Linked DNA regions of Mus musculus: region 1 is linked to region 2. A link is a contact called in public promoter capture Hi-C data. All regions are on one chromosome and are shown on one strand. The core of a region is the stretch at or near the end of the contact, and the rest is flanking DNA. Distances in the headings are between cores, read along the strand shown.

Region 1 (3,743 bases), core at 470-2,969, 610 kb after region 2:
GACTAGATCTGGGACAGATTCCAGCCAGAGACAAAAATGCAAACTCCATACTCTCCAGTCTTTGATTCTTTTACCTTAGAGTGGATACCCTACACAGTTAATCAAATTTGAAAACTCCTTATTCATTGTCTTCATTTAACTAAATTGGTTAAGTAACTTCGAAAGTATTTAAATTAGGGGTGTGTGTGTGTGTGTGTGTGTGTGTGTGTGTGTGTCTTTCAATTTTAACCCAGTATGTATTTTTCCTATGTTAGAAACTCCGGACAGAAAAACGTCTATGAAATTGAGATCAGGCCTCCAACTCAACAAACTTTCGGGAAATGAAACTCTTGGAAATTCTCCTAAAACACTGAGGCACTCAGGCTTGGCTTTGGGATGAGAAGATACAAATAATGGCTCTGTAACTGGCCCAGCAGAACTTGAAGATATTCTTTCGTGTCCCTCAAATTGAAACAACTGACCCTAAGAAATGGCAATTTCATGCTGGAAGAAGGAAAAGACGCAGAGCCTGACACCAAGAGGGAATTTAATTTGTCTTCTGGGAAAGAGATTTCCCAGTCTTAATGCCTTCTTAGAACACCTTCCAGGGTAGGACCAAAGTCTTAAAAAATGATGGACAGTGCCACATATTAACCAAGGTTGGTTAGAATTCAGCATTTCTCAACCTGTGGGTCCTGAGCCCTTGAGGTTCAAAAGACTCTTTCACAGGGTCTCCTAATACCATCAGAAAACGCAGATATTGGCATTATGAATCATAGCAGCAACAATGTTACAGTTATGAAGTAGCAATGAAATTGATTTTATGATTGACACACACCACACTTGAGGAAATATATTAAAGGGCTATATTAGGCAGGTTGAGAACCAATGAGTTAGATATTCATGTCCCTGGCTACCTATGTACACTTTAATTTCACTTCAGGACCTCAGAGATTGACTGTCATAATGACTGGCACCTCCGTTTGGCCACACTATGGAAATCCTTTTTTTAAATATTAATTTGGCTGTTTAGTTTATTTGTTTTCCAAGAGAAGATCTCAATGTGTAACTCTGGCTGCTTTGGAACTCACTATGAAGATCAGGCTGTCCTGGAACTCAGAAACCTTCTTGCCTCTGCCTCCTGGGATTAAAGATGTGTACGCCACCACAACCAGCAAATTTATGTCAATTGGGTTCTCCAGGATGAGTTAGAGACTGTGCTGTCAATTTGGGTAACACCTTTTTACCATAGAATCAGTTCATTCGTAAGGTGTTGTAAAATACCCGTGAACATCAAGGAGTCAGTGTGAGCTCCAGACGCTTAGGAACCACGTGCCCTTTGCTTCCTTGAAGACCAGCAAAACCTCCCAAGTTAAGGTCGTCCAACCTTGGCTCATTTTCTTCACTTGGAAACTAAAAACATTCTTGGGAATGATACATAGTGAATGGCAAGTTACAAAGTGCCTGGGTCAATGGTACCATAATTAGTTATTTTCATATTACTAGTCTTTTAGAGACTTCCTAAGTGTCAGGCAAAGAGCTACACAAAGCAAGGACTATTAGTCCAGCTCGCGAGTGTGCATGTGCCAACCTGCGCCAATTTGCGCACTCCGAGGCTCCTCTGCACAGAAAGCTCCGCCCCCTAAAGCTCGCGCTAGGAAGTGGGAGTGGTCGTTCCTTTGCGAACTACAGAATCCGAGAGGCGGGCTGTGGAAATAAGGGAGTGTACTTCCGGGTCGAAGGGGCTTCGTTCCGGGAAATACAAATTTCTAGGAGTGCGGAAGTGAGGCTGGTGCCGGTGAGTCCGGTGGCTTAAACAGGCATGAAGATCACCAGGCAGAAACACGCCAAGAAGCATCTCGGCTTTTTCCGCAACAATTTCGGAGTCCGCGAGCCCTACCAGATCCTTCTGGATGGCACTTTCTGCCAGGCGGCGCTGCGGGGTCGCATCCAGCTGCGGGACCAGCTGCCCCGCTACCTTATGGGAGAGACCCAGCTGTGCACCACGAGGTGGGTCTGCGGGGCGGGGTCGCGGGTGTGGCCCAGAGTTCTCCACGGTGCCAACCAAGTCGGTTACCTTGGGCCGCGACTGACCGAAAAGTCAGGCAGATGGTACTGTGCCTTGTGAATATTCAGTTATTTCTGAGAAAAATCAGAACAGGTAACATGTGGACCTGACTTGGACTTCTGGTTCCAATTAAAACCAGCTGTGTGGTCTCAGGCAAGAAATGGTGTAGCTGTAGAGAGCATAACTTCTTCAAAGTTGATATAAAGTCACGTGAGGTATCATTTACATTGGACATTTCTCAACATCCAAAAGCTAACACCCATTCTGTGGCGGTTGTTACTTATAACCCAAAGGTTTTCAAGCCTTCCAACTGCCAGTGAGGTTTTATCTTCAATTCCTAGGAAAAGAAGTCAAGGCTGGAGATATTAAAAACTTTACCCAAGGCCATTTTTAAAGTACCAACCAAATGGCAATCACTGCTCCAGACCCTGAGGACACCTTAGTGGGCAAGACGAAGGCCTAGCCTTAGCCTTCATGGGCTGTAAAGTCAACTCCTGATGGCTGTTTTTCACTCCACATCTGTGCCTCCTCACTTCATGTAAGAGAGCACACCTAGGGTAGCACACCCGGGAGCAGGAGTGTGTGAGAGGGGTGGGCGTGGGGGGTGCGGGTGGGGGTTATTTTAAAAGGTCTCATAGAATCGATGTTCGACCCCCTCTGAGGCTTGTTTAGAACTGAGGAGGAAATGTCTGTTTTCAATGATAGAAATAGTAATGTTATTGTTTTAGAGAACTTTTGAACAAATAGAATTGGTTGATGCCTGAACCATATTTAATTTTGGGACTTGAAGATATATATTATATCTAATATTATGGGACATGAAAATAGGGAAAAGGTAAACTGAAGCTAGACCATGAATAAGAATTTTAGTAGTTTTTGTGGAATATTTATTTAAGTAAATAAATTGAGTTCAACTACAGCTTACAAATAGCCAGTTAAGGTGTTCTTTATACATTTGTCCGAGTCAAGCCGTGACGTGTGCTGTTCATGTTCTACTTTGCAGTAAACAGCCTTCCACATTTAGAATTTCTTAAGTAATGCTCTTTCCGAGTTGCAGATAACCTCAAAGTTTTAATCTCAGGCTGGAAAGATGGCTCAGTTGTTAAGCATGCTTCCTGCCCTTCCAGAGGACCTGAGATGGTTCCTAGCATCACTGTCAGGGGTCTCACAACTGCTTGTAACTCCAGCTCCAGGGGCTCCAACACCCTCTTCTGGCCTCTACAGCTAACCACCCACATATACATAAAAAAAATTTTTTTTTTTTTTGGAGTCTAGGTGATGGTTTCAAAACAGGGTTTCCCTGTGTATCCCTGGCTGCCCTGGAACTCACTTTGTATATCAGGATGGCCTTGAACTCAGAGATTCTCCTGCCTCTGCCTTCTGAAATCTGGGATTAAAGGTGTGTGGCACCACCATCACCCAGCCCAACACACACAAACTTTTAAATATGATCCCTTTAGCCTTAGGAGCTGCCTGTACAGCTTTTAACAGCCTCTGTCCCTGGATTAGCTGCTTCTGAATGTAAGTAGTTTGTTTCCTCCCACGTGCCATACCAATACTAACAGTCCCGTGCTGTGATACAACCAGGCGGGAAGTACTACATGTACATGTCATAGTTCCCCAAGGACTTCAACTACGGAGTCACTCAAGGGAGGTTACACCTGTGATACAAATACTCTGCAAGGCTGAGTCAGGA
Region 2 (4,018 bases), core at 945-3,444:
AAGTGATTAGCTTAAATAACAGGACCAAAAGGATCTTTTCAGAGACTTCTCCTGGAATGTGTTTGAAGGAAAACAACAGATAAAAGATGGAGGAAAATTTGAAGGAAATTGCTAGTGATTTAAAAGTGGGCTGATGAATCTGTAACACAGTGCTCTCAGCAGGGATGGAATAGAAAGGGCGAATGCAAAACAAATTTAAGGTCAAAGTTCAACTAATTGGATGACAAATTCTAGGGAGAAGTCAGTTCATGATGACTGAGTTTCATGTTTAGATGACTCACGAGTGGTAAAATGAAAAAGAATCACAGGCTGGAGTAGAAGGTGAGAGAAGATGTTGACTTTAGTCAGGAAGGTGGTGATGTTTTTCATCTTAGATGTATCTTAATGAGTAGTAGAGATGCCTGGGAATACTTACCATGTGATTAAATATCCATAATTACAGCTGTGCAGAACACATGATCAGAATATATAATTGATATTAGCTATCTGTCAAATGTGTCATTTTTCTAGCCACAAGAATAAACTCTACCAGCAATGACCCCGTGATAAAGAAGATCTAACAGGGAACTTCATGGCCAGTATGAGCTTGTTAGTTGTGAGGTAGGGTGAGGGAGAGGGCTGAAGTATTGCAGTGGAGAAGCTGCTATAGAAATAAGACATGCACAGGTCTTGGGGAGTGGTGTTTAACAACAAAGGTGATTTGTCTTAATAATTTGCCAACTTGTATGGCTCTATAGCATATATAGACTAGAAATTGAACCCGAGCATAAAACAGGATTATTGACTCATGGCAGGTGAAGTGGGAGCTGGGTTTTCTTTGGACTTGTATGATTAAGAAAGGCAGTCATGCTGAAAAGATTTTTAGGAGGAATATTACAAACTGCTGAGGGTTAAGGATCTACATTTCCAAAAGGGCTTCCAGAAGCTTCAAAAATAGAGAGCTCTGTTTTTGCACTGAAGAGAAAAGTATCTTGGGCTCTGTTTTCATCCATTAAAAAAAAAGGCGTAGATGGAAGACCTGCTTCTTAATGCCCAAAATACACACCTACATGCAGACCAACCTGAAGTTGCAGTATTTGTATAACACAAGCCCCTGAATCAAGTGCTGCCTTCCTACCATTTAAAACCTTTCTGCTTTACAGTCAACAACTATGACTAGTTGGGATCTTAGGAGCTCATAAAGATTATGAACTGTTAGAAATAAACGTCAGTGAAAAAACAGTAGATTAGATTGCTTTTGCTTCCCAGATAATCGTTTCCTTAGTCTAGTCTATGTGAGCCCTGCAGCATGTTAGCATGGTGGAGGAAGAAGACCCCTCTGGGCTGTGATGTTATGATTGTATGTGGTATAGTTGAAACACCAGTGAAATAAATGTCCCCTCAAAAGAGGGGAAAATGCTCTTCATATTCAAAAGTGTGCAGATGCACTGTAGCTTTATACAGTCTGAGTCAATTTCAGTGGAAATAAAAACACTTAGGGTGTCATAGAAATAACATTTGCTAAGGGAAAGTTGAGTTGGCAGGCTGATCTAATTCTGATAAAAAAAAATATTGGTTTGAATTTACAGGCTAAGATGGTTATAAGCCACTCTGTGATCTGCTGTATTTTTCCTAAGTGGTAGGTTTTTTAACTTAAAGGAGACTCTGTCATGTGACTAAATAGTCTGAATCACTTAGCAGATCTGAACTAAAAGGCATTAGGAGAAGGAGCAATAGGTATAGTGATTGACAAAACTTACATCTGTGCTGCCTACTCACTCTCAAACATAACCTAGGAATATAACAACAGCCCATCCCACAATTCAGCAGGAAATGCCAAGAAAGCCTGTTACAATCACTTGATACCACCTAAGAGGAAGGCCATGCTTAAGGACTTAGGATTTTCAGGCTGCTGTTCTCAAGGTGCCAAAAGCTTATTGGCTCCATCCGAATCAAGCAAAACTGCCAGCCTTCCTGTTGACTTTAGCACTGCTTCCAATCTGCTTCGTTAGGAGTGTGCGATGCAATTTTGGAAATATAAACCTCTCCTGGAGCAGACAACCAATGGTCTAATCGTTTGTTTTTGTTACAAGAATTGAATGTATGGAAAAGCTTCCCCCACCTCCCGTCTGACATCTTGCTCCACTTGACAGCTGACAAAAATCAGTTTTGTTCATTTTGGCAAACACAAAGAAAATAGAGAAAAATGCATTGTAAAAAGTGGGTTTCAACAGACTTGGACAGCTCCCTGGAACCTTGGGGTTATAGTGAGACAAAGCTGGAGTTGAGTCTTATGCTAATATTCTTCTGGAAGCTGCAGCACAAAACAGAATCTTATGCATGCCTCCATCTTCTCTGAAGCACTGCAGATTTCTATACACGTCCTTGGAAAGTGAAGGTTTTATTACTGTTGCTGTTCTGGTAACATGTTCAACCTATAAGACATTTATAAAAATGAAGAATCTAAATTAATTCTGATATAAATCTAAAAGTCAAAGTATAAATTTACAGACATGAGAAACTACCATACACACAGGAAAAACTGGAATAGTATATACCCAATGAGGCAGGTTACTATCCTAAGATTAGCAAATATTTGTAGTTTGACTTCAGAGTAATAATTACCCCAACTGACAACTTCATTTGATGATGACAGTCTTTTCCCTTGTACTTGGAGAAATCACAGACTTTTCGCCTTGAAGAGACCAAGAATGTCCATCTTAATAAAAATTAGTAAAGAGAACAAAATCATTATTTAATCTTCAACTCAACTTCATCAGTCACTGCCCTTAAGGGAAGACATTTTCATTGAATTCTCTCCTAATTCTTTTCCATTTGGTTCTACATTAAGCACAAACTATTTTGAGAAGAATTTAATCATTCATTTGTTGAGTAATTATGATTTCTGTGCTATGAAACCTGTTGAGTGTTAAAACAATGAGAAATAAATTGGTGTTTATGAACAATGTATCTTACATACTGAAATCAAAATACTAAATTTGAAAAATATGAAGTAAAAAGAGAAAGAAAGCTTCTGTGTGGTCTAAATTAGAGTATAATATTATGAACAGAGGTTTCTACCACTCCTCCTTCTTTTAAAACAAATCAAACACATTAGTACATTATCAGTATTTTATCCAATATATATTATGTCTGATTGCCAGTAGACATTCATGGTAATACCAAGGAAGACAAAGCATGAGACTTCTGAAAAAGAAGGTACAGTTTGGAAACAGTGTGATACACAAGCAAAAAGAACTCTGAAGAGGAAACCAACCCAGGCTTAATAATTATGACTATAATCCCAGGAATTGAGGACACAGAAGCAGACAGAGGTCCAAGTTCAAAGTCCAAGGCTCCCTGGGCAATTTAGCAAGACCCTGATCCGAAATGGGCAATAAATAAAAGTCTGTAGATATAGTTCAAGTGGAAACATACTTGCTAGTATGCAGAAAGCATCAATCCTCAGTAAAGAAATCACACACACACACACACACACACACACACACACACACACACACACACTCAGAGAGAGAGAGGGAGAGAGAGAGAGAGAGAGAGAGAGAGAGAGAGAGAGAGAGAGAGAGAGAGAGAGAGAGAGCTCAGAGAACTGGATAATCTCCAGCATGCAAATGGACCACTTTTGAAGGAAGAATTACCGTGTGCCCCTGAGTGCTTCCTCATCCTCACAAGGGCAGTGTGACTCCACAAACCTACCCTCTAAACCTAATCTCATGCTGGAGTTGAGTAAGCATTTGACAAATGGTAGCTATTTTTAATTACATGATCTCCATATATTTACATAGCCAAAAATGAATGGCAAAAAGAAAAGTTAAGATACAAACCATCTATATGTCACTGTATTTTGTCCTGTAGCCTCCCTTCCTGCCCAGCGCTTCCTTACACAGCTTAATATAGACTGTGAGTGCAAAACACAAAAACAAAAAACATAATAAAAGAGGATGTAACATAACAGGAGCAGGGTAGTCCTGATGATGGTATTTTTCTGCCAGATCCATTGGAACTTCAAGGGGCCATA

The links. Promoter capture Hi-C pulls out the DNA fragments that hold promoters and counts their contacts.
Region 1: a contact with region 2 is called in a promoter capture Hi-C map of 3T3-L1-derived adipocytes, with 3 times the contacts expected there. The contact joins the promoter of Utp23 here to the enhancer-like site in region 2. A contact is called at or near these places in 5 of 39 promoter capture datasets (the 3T3-L1 cell line, 3T3-L1-derived adipocytes, frontonasal cranial neural crest and 2 more) and 3 of 115 datasets of contacts at active chromatin or transcription factors (astrocytes, craniofacial prominence and embryonic limb bud).

The regions. Positions count from the first base shown.
Region 1 is chr15:51,875,722-51,879,464 of GRCm38.p6, forward strand. Utp23 (UTP23 small subunit processome component) reads left to right here and starts at 1,720. Exons shown (of 3, transcript NM_030132.5): 1 at 1,720-1,989. The coding sequence starts at 1,802.
Region 2 is chr15:51,262,852-51,266,869 of GRCm38.p6, forward strand. It overlaps Gm19303 (predicted gene, 19303), which reads right to left. Exons shown (of 6, transcript NR_045092.1): 3 at 2,605-2,698; 4 at 2,102-2,414. Among named protein-coding and RNA genes, the nearest start is that of Gm19303, 130 kb to the right of the region's middle. Within about 2 kb of position 2,195, at least 6 of the 459 cell types and tissues checked have an H3K27ac peak or open chromatin away from gene starts, as enhancers often do. A contact at or near this core is called in 3T3-L1-derived adipocytes, where this site is marked.